Linked DNA regions of Gossypium hirsutum: region 1 is linked to region 2. The links are chromatin contacts, called in public Hi-C maps. All regions are on one chromosome and are shown on one strand. Each heading gives the region's core, a stretch centred on a gene start, on an enhancer-like site or on the middle of the called end of the contact. The rest is flanking DNA. Distances are from core to core; before and after follow the strand shown. Region 1 has its middle 43 kb from the start of LOC121222382. Region 2 has its middle 14 kb from the start of LOC121222382.

The links. A called contact is a pair of places that touch in the nucleus more often than the background predicts.
Region 1: a Hi-C map of leaf shows a contact between it and region 2, with 2.3 times the contacts expected there. The contact joins two enhancer-like sites. A contact is called at or near these places in 5 of 34 Hi-C or Micro-C datasets (leaf and petal).

What each region holds. Positions count from the first base shown.
Region 1 is chrD10:10,146,121-10,149,826 of Gossypium_hirsutum_v2.1, reverse strand. No RefSeq gene overlaps it. Among protein-coding and RNA genes, the nearest start is that of LOC121222382, 43 kb to the right of the region's middle. Within about 2 kb of position 1,421, at least 3 of the 9 cell types and tissues checked have an H3K27ac peak or open chromatin away from gene starts, as enhancers often do. A contact at or near this core is called in leaf, where this site is marked.
Region 2 is chrD10:10,088,859-10,092,521 of Gossypium_hirsutum_v2.1, reverse strand. No RefSeq gene overlaps it. Among protein-coding and RNA genes, the nearest start is that of LOC121222382, 14 kb to the left of the region's middle. Within about 2 kb of position 2,196, at least 1 of the 9 cell types and tissues checked has an H3K27ac peak or open chromatin away from gene starts, as enhancers often do. A contact at or near this core is called in leaf, where this site is marked.

The sequences.
Region 1 (3,706 bases), core at 172-2,671, 58 kb before region 2:
GTTATTACAAAAGTGACCACTTCCACTGTCACTCCTGTTCATATTTTGTTTCTCAAAAATTTAACAGTTAATACAAACCAAAAAATTCTATAAAATACTTGAAAAAGAATTTTTCACTAGAAATTAATTGAAATGAAAATTGAATAATCTAACTCTAATTCAAGCATCTATTTATAATGCACTAATAGGTGGTTAAGTGAACGTCACTTGTAGGTTTTAAAGTCAAGATGCCTGTTCGCAAGGAATGTCCAACATCCTCATTCTTATACCTCTTTTCAGTAGCAACTCATAAGTCCAATTTTGTAATTAAGTCGATTGAATCATCAAACCTCTTAGCATAGATTGCTTGTGCTTTTGTGCTTTTGTGCTTTCGACATCCGTGGAATAACTATTCTTAGCTTGTACGGAATTTGTTAGATTTGAAAATAGTTATTTTGTTTCAATTATGCAAAATACCATGAAACCCTACTTTTAAAATGCAATACCTTTTATCTCAAGAAGAGCAAGTTGTATGTTGCACTTTAATATTGTTTTATACAAAAATGAATCACAGAATGCTTGAAAAGAAAATTTTCACTTGTTTAGAATAAAAATTGAATAATGCAACTCAAATTTAAACATTTGTGTATATTGCACTAATAGTTACTTAAGTTCCTTTACAAATGAACACGACTTTAAAATTTTAAAGCAACCGAAACAACACATCGAATGGAAATCACTTTTCCAACCGGAACAACACTCCTTTCTATTTGAGATGGAAAAGTTTAAACCCACTGGATCTCACCACTCATAACTTGAATTTTCTTTTAATTATTTATCTCTTTTTTTCTTTATATAATTTGTTCTACATTTGTATATATAATATATAATTACGGTTTTTTATAAATATATAAATACAAAATTTTATACCATTTTATTTAAAAATATTATATACAACAGTCATTCTAAAAATATCCACATAATCATGACGGAAATAATAAATAAAAATGTAGAATATGATTATCTGAGGAGATAAAGAGGGGCCACTTAAGTAGATTGATGCATGCAAAGTGATATCTTTTTCTCTTCTTTTTGAGGGACGTTTGTCCAATAAAGCTAGTGGCCTGGACCAATTTGGCGGTTGTCAACCCACTTGTTTGCCACTTTCACTGCAAATTATTGCAATTTTGTTCTTAGCTAAAAATCTGCAACCCCAAAGCGTGGTCTCTTATTTCCTCATCATCCCAGTTTCGGTGTCTTAGATATCTAAAACAGTGTTAAAAAAGATTCCTTTATATACAAATATGGTATGGTATGTATAAAACAAAAAGTGAGTGTTAAAATCACGAAATTAAATGCAACAGTTCCAAAGAGAGACGAGTGACGTTTTGAGAGGGACCCATAATATTTGGGGGGGGGTGCAGCCAGTCACCGACCTATACAGGACTCTGTGACTGTCAAGGCTTGCATTTGAGCCGTCCAACCAATGTTGTAAGCCCTTGAAACCGACGTCCAGACACAACTCAACTTTAAGTATTTAATTCCTTGTCTTTATTACCCACAAAACTACAAAAACCTACTTTTTTGATATTCCTCCTGTGCATCCATATTATTAATATGTGTCAGTTTCACATATAATCCCTAAACATGTGGCTCTTGTCTAATTCTGCCAACACTAAACAATGACGTTTTCTTTTTCTATCTTTTTGTACAATCTTCTTCTCATTATTTCAAACCTCGAGGAATATCTATATATGACTTTTAGCTTTATTTGTTCCTTGTCTTTTCCTAATTTGTGAGGTTGGACAAAAAAACTATCATCATTTAAAAATTTGTTTGTTTTAAAATAATAGATTTTATAATTTAAATTTAGTATTTATTTTTTAACACTTAGTGGTTTTTTTTATTTTTCAAAAAGAAAAGAAAGGGAAATTAAGGGAAGAGGAAACGAATATGATTTTGCAGGTTTTTCAATATCTTTTTTTCAAACATGTTTGTGTTGGGAATTATTTAGTAAATCTTGCTTCTTTGATTAATTCTTCAAAACTCTTTAGAATGAATTTGATTTCCCAAAATTATGTTTTGATCTATGCCCAATTTGTTAGCCCTTGTTGTATTGCCCTGGTTGAACTTGTTGAGTAATAAAGATTTATAACTTTTCATAAAATAAAAAAATAAATAAAATTGGTAAGCCCTTGTACCAACGTCCAGACACAACTAAACTTGACATCTTTTTAAGTCCTTATCTTTATTGCCCACAAAACTACAAAATCCTACTTTTCTTTATATTCTTCCAATGCATGCATATATAATTGAAATGAACATCAATCTATCCCATTCCTAGTCTCTGTGTCAGTTTCATGTGGCATTTGTCTAAACAAGAATAACATAATTGTTAAAATTAGATCGGGTCATTCAATTCAACCATTTAAACAGAAAATTATTAGGTTTAATTGTTCAATGAGTAGTATAAATCCGGTCATTAACTATCAATCGAAATTGGTATATCTCTCGAGAAATGAATTTGGAAGTTGATTATATTGCAAAACTGGCCTTTGATAGAAATGAATATCTGGAATTTCTTTAAATTTGATTAGATTTTTGTAATAATTTTGTTTGTTCTCGTAAAAAATATTGAGGGAAAAATTTAATTAAACAAAATTTAGCTAAAATTTTGAGGTTTTATTACATTTTCCTATATTCTATCTATTGTCTTGTTCTATTATATTTTTATATATTCTATCAATGTCTTGTTTGAAAACCAAAATTTAGGGAAAAAACAAAATCCAACTAACATAAAAGATTTAGAATGATAAAATGATAAAATCTAAAATAAATATTTTTTTCTCAATTCATTTCAGTTAAAGTTGTTTATGGGTCAATTAAGTAGGCTTGACCTGATTTAGACAATACTATTTTTGCTTTAACTCAAATCGATCCGGTCTAAATTTGATTTAAATAATAAAATATATTTAATTTAATTATAAAAATATATAAATATATATTTAATTTTTTATTAACATTGTAAACAGTGAAATCAGCTTTGTGATTTATGACTTGTTTTTGTTACTCAAATTGATCTTAAAAGTTAATTAGTTATACTTAATGTTGACAATCCGCTTTTCAATCCCATTAAACATCCAGCTTGACCCTAAGTGTGTATCCTAGTTTACGTAATCAGCAGGTAAGATCAGTTGATGAACTGGGTGAGCAACAATGGCAAGTCGTAAACATTAATATTTTAATGAATATGTTTATTTTTTATTAATATTTTATAGATTTTAAAATAAATATCTGTTTAAAAAGTATTAACAATATTTTTTCATTTATTACGTAATCATCTAATAAATTCTCATTGTTGAATCGTACACATCAGTTCAATTAAAAATTTTATTGTTTGATTAAATTTAAAATAAAAATATAATATAGGACTATAAACACTTGAATATACTCTTTATTTGATTTATCTATGTCAAAATTTTTATTTTAAATATATAAAACATTAGTTTTTATTTTTTTATTTTTTTATAATAAGGCTTAAATTGTTGTATTAACTAAATAAAAAAATAAAATGTGTTTCTCTTTTGCCCCGTTATGGGGCACATGTTAATTTCAAAGGCTATTTTTTTTAATGAATACCCCTCGCATTTTTTGGTGGCTTTTTCAAGTTTTTTAAAAAAATTAATATTTTTAATTTGTAGATTCAAATCGATATTTGCAATCAGAA
Region 2 (3,663 bases), core at 947-3,446:
CATCATCAATCAGCCATCATCGACCATAATAAAAACATGGTGAGGGTCCACTCCCACCGTTGGATTTTAATGAAGAAGTCAAAGCTTGACCGTCAGACAAGACTGGACAGCAAAGATCGGGACCCTCTCCGGTTTGACTATCAGACATGAGTTGATTGATTCATTTATTTTATTTGGTTGTTCTTCGTCTCTCTAGGTAACACTGGAACAAACTTTAGTTTTTTGTCATTGAATGTTACCTGAGACCTTGTTGTTGTTATTACGATCTTTTTAATGCAAAAGGGGTGAAGAAGGGTGTCTCAGATAATAAGGAAGAAAGCAGGCATCTCGTGATTCATACAAACACTCTCTCTCTCATAGTTGACTCCCACTACTTCCGCCCCTAATTACTCAAATCAAACAATGCTATTCTGTCCTTTTTTCTGCTCTCTTGGCTTTTGCATTTGAGAATTATGGTAAATTTTACCCTTTTTTCTTATTTTTACAGCCGCCCAACTCTCTTCTAAAATAACTATGTTACGTTAATATGGGGTGGGCATTACTAATAGTGTCATTTTTCATCTTTTATGGTAAATATATGTTCTGGAATTGTGGATATTCCTTTCAAACCAGAGTTATATAATATGTAGCTGGGTATTTTTAAAAATGGATTTATCATCAACTCCGTGATCCAGTTAACCAAATATTTGATTTCTTAAGACTATTCAACAACTTCATGTTTGTAAATTTTGCTTCACTTGTAGTAATGCAATGGTGGGAGATAAATAAAATTAAATATAAATTAAGAATCCCTTGAGATTTGAAGTTATAATATTAAAGTCAAGGCTAGGTTGGTTGTAAATTTATTTTTTAAAATTTGTTATCAATCTTCACTTTTACTTGTTTCATTTTTGTTTTTTTATGAAAATAAATGCTAAATATCTAATTATAATTTTAGATTTTTTATTTTTTATTTTTATTTTCCATTGCAACCTTATTATTAGTTGTTCAAAAAAATAGTAAATTTTAAGTTGGCTAATTAAATTCATAAATGAGGCAACACCAAAATACCAACAATCATGTAAGTGTTGATTCAACTGAAGTCTTAGTTTGAATAAGTTTTAAATTAATAAAGATGTGTATATAATAACATTTGAAGTGATGCTAATTAAATTTTGAGAGAATGGATGAGGGGTCCAACTCATCTCATCTTCTTATATCTCACACTACCACTACATACAAAACAGATCAAATATTGGTTGTGCAGTCATTTCATCGGATTCCAATTCTACATCTTTTTATTACCTTTTATGGCTTAAATCAAAATCCTCTAAGGAAAACCATTCCAAATCCTTAAAATTTTATTTTTGAATGAATTTTAAATAAAAAAATAACTTTAATTATTGCTCTATTCTTTTTCTTATTTCATCCAATAGTTTTCGAATATAATTGCAATTACAAAGCCACATCAACCATAATTAAACATTACAAAGCACAATTGAATCGGTAACCAATGAGACTCGAACTTGAGATTTTAAACTTTCCAATAAATTAAGGCCTCATTATTTGTAAGTTTATTTTTTAAAGAATGGTTATCAATGATAATTATGCTTTGCTTTTGTCTTCCCTTGTACTTTTTGTTTGTTTAATATCTTTTATACAAATACATGTTAAATATTTAATTATTTAATTATAATATTAACTTATATTTTAGTATTTTTTTTCCAGCAGAAATAACTAATTAATTTTACATAAAATAATCATTTCAAAATTAAAATATAACTAAATTGAAGTTAAATATTTATTTTTTATGAAAAAATTAAATATATTTAACTTTATAGCACTTCAATATAAATAGTTAATTTTTTTATTATTTTGTAATTAAAAACAAATAAACTAATAAAAAGTACTCATAATTCCTCCCCAACTCATAAATAAGAGGATAATGTGCTCTAGCATATTCGAACCCACATCCTCTTGTATTGACAATAATGATATGCCAATCGAATTAAGACTCAATCGACAATAAAATATATTTATTGATTGTTCTAAAATTATTAAATAATATTAAAAAACTAAAATTAATAAAAATAAAAATAAAAACATACACATCATTTCTTGTAAAATTAAAAACTCGACTGAGAATAGTATGTACACAAAATAAAGGAAAAGGTGGCCAAACATGGGTGAAGTACCGAAACCATTAAACGTTAAGACAACCTATAATAAACGTGGACCATAAGCTGTGATGGGCATTCACTAGAATAGCACGGCCTACCTTCTACATTTTGCCACCTACTCCTATACTTTTCGTACTGCTTTTTTTTTTTTCAGGATAATTGCTTTTCACAATGTTTTTATAAGTAAATAATTTAACCATTATTCTTTTATTAATTTAATTTTTTTAAATTAAATTTGACTATTAAAATAAGAGTGAATTGCTTTTCTTTAACAAAAATATTAACTAAATATTAATTTTTTAACAATGATAACGTAACAATTTATATGAAAGTTTGTGTCTACTTCATGTTACATGATACTATTTGCCTTATAACAAATAATTTAAATATTATAAAAATATTCAATTCAAAAATTTAAAAAGTCCAAAATCCAAAAATATATATGTCTCATAAAAATTTTTTAAAAAATAACATAAAGAAATAGTATAAAGTACACGTGAATTGTCATACAAGTTATCATGTTTAAAAAATTAACGTTTTTCTCAATATTTCTGTTAAAATAACAATATTTCAACTCTTGTTAAAAGATTAATGATCAAATTCAATTATTTTTAAAATTTTGATAAAAAATTCAACGCTTCTTAAAAAATTGATAGCTAAATTGACAAAAAAATAATAATAAAAGTTAAATTAATTTTAATCCGTTTAATATGCTTAAATTTGATATTTAATTTTTATATTTTAATTTTAACATAATTTGCTCTTTATATATTTATAATGTTATTAATTAATTCAAATAGATAATATCATTAACTTTTCAATTAAAATGTTATACAATTATATATAATTTGAAAGTAAATTTTAAATCCAAAAAGTAAAGGGATTAAATTCTTGAAAATAAAAATACGATGTTTTAAATTTCAAATGTACAAAAAGACTTGAAATCATGGTTGTTTTAACCAAATCATATTGATTGAAATATCAATCCAAAAAGAAACATTAGATCGGTTGACCCGCAAATCGGTAGACTTATAGAATATTTTCCTATCTTTTTATAATTTTTAATAATTTATTTAATTAAACAATACAATTAATGACTTTACCGATTCGACCACCGATTTGGTTATGAAAACGTGACTTGGAGTATATTTTAATATTTAAATTTTTACTTTATAATTTAACACAAACAAATCATCAATCCAACGCAAAGAGGAAAAAACCATACTAATAATAGTTATTTTCTTTCTTTTTCACCATCTTTCTTCCATATTTCCATGCATTTAATAATAATCATGAAGTCCAATTGAAGATAAGATAAAAATAAACGAGGGAATCATAACAATAGTTGCATCTTCTGATAATATAAGATCATACGGAACTTTTAATAAACGTGCGTGAGCACCACTTAACACTCTCAGTTACGTGTAGCTCAAACATGGGTAATGTAGGAAGAATATAACAAAACCTAAGTTCTTATGCATAGACAACTCACACAAATACAGCC